Regions from separate parts of the Oryzias latipes genome. Here all the other regions are linked to region 1. A link is a contact called in public Hi-C data. All regions are on one chromosome and are shown on one strand. The core of a region is the stretch at or near the end of the contact, and the rest is flanking DNA. Distances in the headings are between cores, read along the strand shown. Region 1 holds the start of LOC101170021 (neurexophilin-1). Region 2 holds the start of LOC105354517 (GTPase IMAP family member 8). Region 3 has its middle 24 kb from the start of LOC101155111.

Region 1 (3,022 bases), core at 311-2,810:
TCCTCTCTCAGAAAGAACTGAAGAATCAGTTCAAAAGGCTGTGACTCTGCCAATTATACCGGCACATTCATTTACAACTGTCTGCTCTTACTGAAACCACCAAAAGAACGATTACTCCTCTTTAAGCTTCAGCATGAAACTTTAATAGGAGTATCAGAAGGTCATCCTTGAAGGTATGCCGGCACAAAGGAGCTGCATCAAACAGCTTCTCCAACATTTCACTCTCCTCGTCTTTTTGGATCTCTGCTCTGTCCCTGGGCTCTCTGGGATGACTGAGCTGTGCTCAGCCCAGGGGTTTCGGCAGAAGGATGTTTTAACTTTCCTCATGTGATTTCTGAGCCGACTTCTCATTAAAGGGTACGGTTTAATATGTCTGAGCCCACATGAAAGACCAGTGGGTGATCTAAATTCTATAGGGCTGGAAGATATTATCAAGACTTCAGAAAGAGTTTGCTTGTTTCATCTTCACATCTTCCTCGTGGAAAAGAGCTGGATGTTGTGGATTCCAGAGGAGTGGTACATTTTAAATGTGAATTTATTTAGAAAAAATTTGAAATCTTAAGATTTTATGAAGTTGCCGATACGGTGCACTGTCAGTGACTGATGATAGTTTAACCGGAATTATTCATTAATTTAATGAACAATTTGCACGCGTGTATTGTTATGAACCAACGTTAAAACGCGTAAATCTATTAGAAATAAGATCACCTGTGCTCAGGCGGTGCACTGCACGCTCTGCTCGTTTTACGCACGAGGGGGATCAGAGCAGCTGTCAACCCTGAGCCGTCAGAGCAACTAGAGCTCACCTGACTGTCTGCACATTTGGAGAAAAAAAGACATCAACCTGAGCAGATGCACCAAACAGGACAGATTAAGGAGGAAGTATGTCTGCGTCTCGGCAGGACCCGAAGTTTGATGTTTTTTCGTGCGCGCAGAGACGTGCGTCGCTGGCGCAAGGTGCGACATGTTTGTAAATGTGAGGAAGATGCGTAAAGACTTGACTTGCACTCTCTTCTTTCTTACCAAACAAGCGGTTCCGTTGAGGAGGAGCAGGATGAAGCCGCGGTTGGGACGCATCATTCCGTCGCGTAAAACTCGCAGCACCCCCTCTCCGGAATAAAAGAGTTATCAAAAATGTTTAAAAAAAAATGCCCGAAAACGGGCTTGGTCCTCTTTCAGGAAGATGCTCCTCCAAAGGGTCCAGATCCTCCTGTGCAGACGCGCGGTCCCATATCCACAGCAGGCTGGATTGCTGCGTCCACGCACCGAAAACCCCTCGGAGCCCCCACTGTTCTGCCTGCTCTCTCTCGATCCCGCGATTGACTCAAACTAGTTGTGATTTGAAAAATCCATGTTATCCAATTATTAAAAGAAAAAGAAAATAGAAAAAAAAGGTTGGAACAGGACAGATCCCAGTTCAGGGAGACATGACTTCACTGGGAAGCTGGTTGATCATATCTGGCACCAGAGGCGATCCTGGAGGAATGAAGCTGCAGAAAGCTCCTGCAGAAACTGAGCAGCACGGAGACTGGAGAGAGCGAACAGACCTTTTTTCTGCGTCTCTCTCGCTCTCTGAGTGTTTGTGATTATAACCCCCCCACCCTTTTTTTTTTTTGTAATCCCTTCTCTTTTTCACTGTCTCTCCTCACCAATCCAGCTTCCAAACTCTTTTCACTCAATTAAGCTGACAGACAAGAGACTGTTAAAATAAATAAAAAGATGGTAAACATCTGTTCCACAACTCTGAGTTCATTGGCTTCTCGGTTCCAATGTTCTTGCATCAATTTTTCCAACCCACAACGGTCTTCCTGCTTCCCATCCCAGCAACCCATCATTAAACAAAACAATCAATGTGTGGGAGGAAGGGATTGATTGGGATTTTTTTTTTATTGGTTCGTCAAATCAAAGATGCCTCAAATGTCATACGATAGTGGAGGAAGTTTGGGTAAAGTGTCACAGCTCCAGGACAACTCTGGCTGTCACACAATAGGTGTTCGCCCTCCTCACAGGTCAGCCATTGATGTGCAGCTCTGCTGGGCAGTATTGACAAACGCGGTGAGTCCAGATGAACCGCTGACCGTCACCTCACTGAGGTGTGATTAATAAAGACTCTCTTCAATAACACGCAGTTCATCAGAAGCAGGTTAATGAACTGGAATGCAAGATATCACTGCACAGGTCGCCGAGCTCCCAACGGCTCCATTTCTGCTTAATTAGACTCATGGATGAGTTGAAGTGTCTTGCTCTGTTCTGGCTCTGCAGCTTTTCTTCTGTCAGACAGTCAACAACAGAAGAAAAGCTGCTCTGTATTCCACCGTCTCCGGGTCAGAACCTCTGCTTTCACACCAGTTTTGTTTCACATTCACTCATCAAAATCCCTTTGCTCTTGTTTTTCTGCTTGCTAATAATGCACATTTACTGTTGTAAAAAAGGTTAATTGATCTCGGGTCAGAGGTTAATTGGCTCCACTGGCCTCCAACTGAGAGACCTAATCCCTGACTGAGTGGAGGTCAGAGCTGCAGACTCATGAATATGGGGAGACCCTGCAGTGACCAAGACATCAAAGACATCTCGCAGAATCACACTCCTCCACCTTCCTCTTCTGTGTCTCACACATTCACTGCTCATTACCATGCAGGCGATGTTGATGAAAGTGGGAATGAGCTCATTTAAGTGATAGCCTGATCCGTTTTCTCCTCTTCTTTTTTATTGGATTATTTCAAACGCTTAAATGTGATTGTGCAATTCAAACCTCTGCGGTTAGCCGGGAAATTGTGGGAGCTCAGTGGGACATGATACGGCAATCCATAAAGGGAAATCCGCTCCCCAAACCACAATCGGGACAAAACGACAACCATAATAAAAGTGCTTTTAAAACATTCATTTATACACATACTCTCAACCCTGAACATACTTATGGGGCCATAACTCAGCTTGAATGCTCTTCAGAGGACATCCAGACGAGCCACAGTTTTTTTTTTTTTTCACTCATTAAAAAAGCACTGTTTGTGTAAAAATGGCC
Region 2 (2,700 bases), core at 65-2,564, 140 kb after region 1:
GGGCCGCTCCCCCTCTTTCCACGCACTCCTCTGCTCCTTTGTGTAGAAACCTGTCCGCGGAGGTGAAGACCACCATGCAGTGACTCCACACCCCATCACCCAGCAGGGCCACGTGCTCCTCCACAGCTCTGCGACGCCTCTCAGAGAAGGCCGAGCTCGCCTTGATTACAATCAGGAAAACATGAGGGCCCGGCGGGCACAGAGAAACGCTGCTCACGATCTCCCTCTTCACCAGCTGAGACGTGTCCCCGGCGCTGAAATCACACCACCAGCCTGGAGTGTCCACCACTGTGATCCACCGTCCAGCCACCACACCCAGCCTCCGAGAGCAGGAGGTCCGCTCTTTGGTCACAAACTCCTCTTTGCCCAAAAGTAAATTCCCAACAGAACTTTTTCCAGAGTTTCTGCCTCCAAGTAGAACAATTTTTAGCTGTGAAATACTCCAGTCATCCCCTAAGAAGACAACATTTATACAGAGGTATAGAAATCACAAAAACATGCATCATTAAGAATGAAAAGGGACAATCCAGCTTGGTTGTGAAGAAAAAGTCAGTGTTTAAAACTTACGTTCTGAGAGGTTGCTGGTTGCCATGTCAAGTTCAGCGGCGTCTCTGCGTTTACTTTTAACAGCTGAGCTCGTTTTAAATCCCCCTTTGGGTTTCTGTTCTCTGCTACTGTTTGCTGCTGAAGGGATTGCAGCAAACTCTTGAGTTTTATGGGTCTGTGAGTCTAAAGGTCGCCTGTAATGAATAATCAAACTGATTCAGGTAGCAGGAGATATGCCTCACAGCAGCGAAAACTAAACATGGACCAAATGACACACAGGAAAGAAAGCTGTTTGCACTAATGAGCAATCCCAGGAGAATTCAAAAAGAAGATGGGAACCTTTCATGAGAGATTTTACTCCTTACCAATGTTTACTAATGTTAATGCAAAAAATACAGCATCTCAACCATTCTTCTTAACTGTCTAAAATCTCTGAATGCCTGTCATCAACTACGAATAGCTCACTTATCTGTCAGTCCATCTCATGTCAGGCACTTCCATGGTAGAATATCAAATTCTGCATCACTTCCGTACATGTCAGACAACTTGCTGAAAACAATTCAAGCTCACAACAGCTCTCTTGTTTTCTGTTATTTCCATATCATTTCCTTTCCACTGTTTTTCCATTACATTGTCAAACTCGTGACAGTTGAGCCCCTTGTGACCCACCACCCTCAAACCATTGCTGTTTAAATTTAAACATGAAGAAAAGACAAAAAGCCCCACATTTGACAGTCGTGGGTGATCAAAATCTGTGAAATTTGTCCCAGGAAATTATTCTATAGACTAAAAGGATGTGACATTCTGCTTGAGTTGCTTTGAATTTTAAGAGTGGTTTCTATGAATCTCAAATAATGTATTTAATAAAATTAAATAAATGTTGTTAAAAATATTATATTTTTTACGTCTGGAACTACTTCAGAGGAGTATAAACAATGGCGTGGAATGTTTCTTACAGTTACAAACAGGCATAAATAACAGGATCTTCCTGGAAAAACACATGCCCTTTGTTTAGTTTAGTTTTTTTCAGATTATTAAAAGTTTCTTAAATGCATTCCAAACAAAAACAAGAAAACTACAGTAATTTATCAAAATATATCAAAAGTGTTGTTATTTTGAATTGTTTTTTGCCTTGCCTTTGCCTATTTTCTTTCATTTTTTTATGTATGCGCATTTATAACGTTTGTTTATCCAAACTCGGTTTGTATATGAACATTTAATTTATTTATTTTTTAAACAGGATCTTCCTGTATTTTCATCAGTTATTAATAACATTTAGTGTTGCCAAATCTAACAGACAATTTTAAGCCGAAACACAGTACCTGAAAAAAAAAAAAAACAATGTTCTACAAGCAAAACAGCAAAGACCATGTGAATATTTCACATAATGAATTTAGAACATTTCAAAACTTTAACATTCACTGTCTTTTAAAAAATTTATTTATCATTATCATTATCATTATTATCATTTTTAACAAGTACTCTTCTGGATATATGGATAACATAGTTGTGTGTCTCTCTGTGTGCAGCTCTTGGTAAAGATCATTTTACAACAACATTTGAATAACCCTTGTATTTCTTTTAAAAGAACGACTTTTTAAATCGACGTGAATCTTTAAAAGACCCTCTTTAAAGACTTTGAAATACGTCTAATTGTGATGAAATCTACTCAACCTGGCAACCCATTTCACGCTGATTACGTAAGACGTCATATAAAGCCTGCCTTCAGCGGCTCCGCCCTCCAGTCGCAGGTTGTTGTGTATCACTGCGCTGAAGTCGGTCACAGCCAGACAAACAGTGGAAATGGGGGTGAAAATTGATGTGGAATACTGGTAATTAGGCATTTATGTTTATTTTATTTTTAGTATAGTTAATCATCATTGTGTTTTAACTTCATAATGTTATTTACGTTGACTTGTGATACGTTAGCATAGGCTAGCTGACAGCTAAGCTAGCTCGTTTTTTTGCAGCTCGGTTTGATTTCTTCTCTCTGAATGTGCTCTGCTCCATGCAGCGGTAGATGAGGGTACGAACCCCGCTATCAGGATCTCGCCTCAACCGTCAAGGATGAGTTTCCCGAAGCGGAAGTGTCAGGCTTCGTGGGAAGAAGCGGTGAGTGAAGCAAACAAAAAGGCTCCCTAAGTAACTGGCTGA
Region 3 (2,756 bases), core at 53-2,552, 220 kb before region 1:
GAGATTTGTCAGATTGTCATTGTTTTTCTCTGCTATTGCTGCTCTCCGTCAAGACTGTGGTTTTGTTTTCTGGATTAGAGGCTCCAGAAGTACATTATTTTCCTTTTTCCTTTATCTGCTTTAGCCACATTCAGAAGCTGCAACTCATGGTCTTTACATTTGTGACAGAAAAATGAAACATTTGCCACTGTCTTTTGCACATTTTTTACTTCTTCTTTCCCTATGCTTGCAGTGAACTGTGGCACAGACAGAGCTTTGAAGCGTGAAGCCGTTGTAGCCACAAACAAAGAGCGTCCATCTACAGAATGCATCTGAAGTTCACTCACTAAATTTCAATAATTTATATTTAATAACATAGGATGCTGAAAGCCTCTGAATTGGTTTTGCCATTGTTAAAAAATATTTTCTCTTCACAATAATTTAAATTATTTCCAGTCTGGTTGAGTCTGACATTAGCAGGGGGACACCAGCTCCTCTCTCCCCACCTTTGAAAGAAAAAAGATTCTCATATAGAGAAGAGAGTCTCTCTTCCAAAGGATACCTCTAATTGGAGGCAAAAAAAAACTTCTTTCTAACGGTTCTGAAGGTTTCAAATAAAACCCATTCGCCAATGTAAGGAATCATTAAACATGTCATGAACACCAGGTTCTCCGATATAATGAAATTCTGGATTTGCTCTAGAATGATGGAGCTTTTCGATGAAAATCCTGCTGTTTGATGATGCAGGACAAGTTTAAAGAAAATTAGGGCTGTAAGCTGCAAGGAGAGCACATATGGGTAATGGGAAGGGTAGGCGGGGTTGCTCCTAGCCCACAGTCCGCTCTGCAGAGTAATTAGACCTTAGAAATCAACAAAAGTGTTGTGATTTTAGGTAAAAATGGCACATTCATAATTAAAAGACCACTGCGGATGCTTTTAAAATAAATAAAAGGATGATTTGATGTGGCTCTTTTATCTAGGCATTTAGAAATGAAAGAGCCTGATCATATAACTTGCATGCCTTCTGCATTGGGCGTTCACGTTGGGACAAAAGTCTCTTAAAGTTGATCATCTTCACAGAAATCCTCCCTTTGCCACAGAAGGTGAGTGACATTTTCCTCTCCAACACCAGCTGGGATGTTTTCAGACCGGAGATGCCCTCCTGTTTCTGCCTGTCTTGCTCTTCTTTGTTTTGTCGGCTGCATTTTTTTTTTTTTTTCACTCAGCGGTCTGATTTGGCTTGTGGCTGGTAAGTCCCAGAGGAGATGTCGGCCTAAACAGTCGGGTCTGAAGTGATTATGTGAGTGCAGTGTGAGAGATTCCTTTAGGGCCTGTGGGAAGACTGCACATTCTTTGTTGACAGTAGAAATGAGAGGGGAGTAAAGGAGGTAAAGGTAGAGACGGGGTGTGATCTAAGCAGACAGAAAAGGGGCAGGCGTCAAAGAAAAGGCCTTTTTTGTGCTGTAAGATATTAGATTGCCTTAACTCACATATTGAACCAGTTTGGGTTTCGCAATGACTAAACTGCAGCCATGTCCTGCAAGATTTTCAAAATAAATTCACGTAACCTTTTTCCTGTAATTTTCAACATTTTCACCTTGAAAGTAAAAACTAATGAGGTTCAGGCAGGCCTTTTTTATGCATCTTCACTATTCACATTCAAATCATGCAACAATGTCTTTATAAATTCAGCCAGGCAATCAAATTGGAATGTTTCCTCTTTTCTTCTTTCTCTTTGGCCTGTTTACTCTAAAAAATATGTCCTTCATGCGTCTCTTTCTCAGAACTGGGGGGCTAAGCCACAGAAAGCACGCTGTCGTTTATCTCTGCCTTGCAGACAAATCCACTCTAAATGGCCGGTGATTTTTACTCATTGGCACAATAATCCAGTTGACAATTTACTTGTGACAATTTACCCGGGATGAACACACGATGCAGAGCTTTTCCCCCCTTTTGAACAGATTTGTCTGTTTACGCTTTTTCCACTCAAAGGAGGAGTCATTTTCAGCGATGTAGAAATTGGAAATGAATGCAAGCAGACAAGAGTTTAAAATAACCAACCTGCTCTGCTGTGTTTTAAAGAACCACTCCGGTCGTATTTTGATCTATTTCTGGAGTTTCAATCATGTTGAAAATCCAAAAACCTGCACCGTTTTCCAGGACATAGTTCCTGCAGAGCAGCAGCGGTTTATCAGAAATTCACCTTGGAACTGTTGGCGCGGAGAAAGCCCACCACATTTCCCATCATCCCTTTGTTTACACCCTCTCCTGGTAGCTTACATCCCCTCACACCAATAATGCTGGTAATACAAAAACAGTGAGCAATATTAGAGCTATCCAGTCGTAAAGTTTAGAGCCAGATACCAGCTCAGATGAGGAAAACAAAGATGTTTATGGATCTATTTGACTTCAAGTGGATGCATCAGAATGGAGCAGAGCAGGGAGCTGGTGGCCCGCCGATTGTAGATTCTATGTCACAACAAAAACCTTTTTCCAATGACATTTTTTTCATCTGCTCCTGATTCACAATGATTTGAATAAAGAGATTCTCAGAATTGCCATTTCATGCTTAATTTTTTTTAAGAATGTCCTCCATTATGAGAAAAAAGGCCTCAAGAACATTCCAATTATCATTGGAAGCGGTCTATAAAGTGTCAGGAGGCGCACAAAAAAAATTCAAATGTTGATGGATCTCCTCCAACTCTTTCACAGTGTTTTCTTTTGCTTGAATCCATCCTTATTAAAGGAGTGGCTCAAGTTGTGCCAGCATTCAATAT

The links. Hi-C and Micro-C count contacts between places; a contact is called where the count stands out from the background.
Region 2: a Hi-C map of fibroblasts shows a contact between it and region 1, with 4 times the contacts expected there. The contact joins the promoter of LOC105354517 here to the promoter of LOC101170021 in region 1. A contact is called at or near these places in 5 of 5 Hi-C or Micro-C datasets (embryo, fibroblasts and gastrula embryo).
Region 3: a Hi-C map of embryo shows a contact between it and region 1, with 2.4 times the contacts expected there. The contact joins the enhancer-like site here to the promoter of LOC101170021 in region 1. A contact is called at or near these places in 4 of 5 Hi-C or Micro-C datasets (embryo and fibroblasts).

The regions. Positions count from the first base shown.
Region 1 is chr8:4,445,148-4,448,169 of ASM223467v1, forward strand. LOC101170021 (neurexophilin-1) reads right to left here and starts at 1,561. Exons shown (of 2, transcript XM_004071249.4): 1 at 1,024-1,561. The coding sequence starts at 1,080.
Region 2 is chr8:4,587,199-4,589,898 of ASM223467v1, forward strand. LOC105354517 (GTPase IMAP family member 8) reads right to left here and starts at 1,315. Exons shown (of 5, transcript XM_011477847.3): 1 at 568-1,315; 2 at 1-453. The coding sequence starts at 592. It overlaps mien1 (migration and invasion enhancer 1), which reads left to right and starts at 2,243. Exons shown (of 4, transcript XM_004071195.3): 1 at 2,243-2,378; 2 at 2,561-2,658. The coding sequence starts at 2,350.
Region 3 is chr8:4,223,184-4,225,939 of ASM223467v1, forward strand. No RefSeq gene overlaps it. Among protein-coding and RNA genes, the nearest start is that of LOC101155111, 24 kb to the left of the region's middle. Within about 2 kb of position 1,303, at least 1 of the 8 cell types and tissues checked has an H3K27ac peak or open chromatin away from gene starts, as enhancers often do. A contact at or near this core is called in embryo, where this site is marked.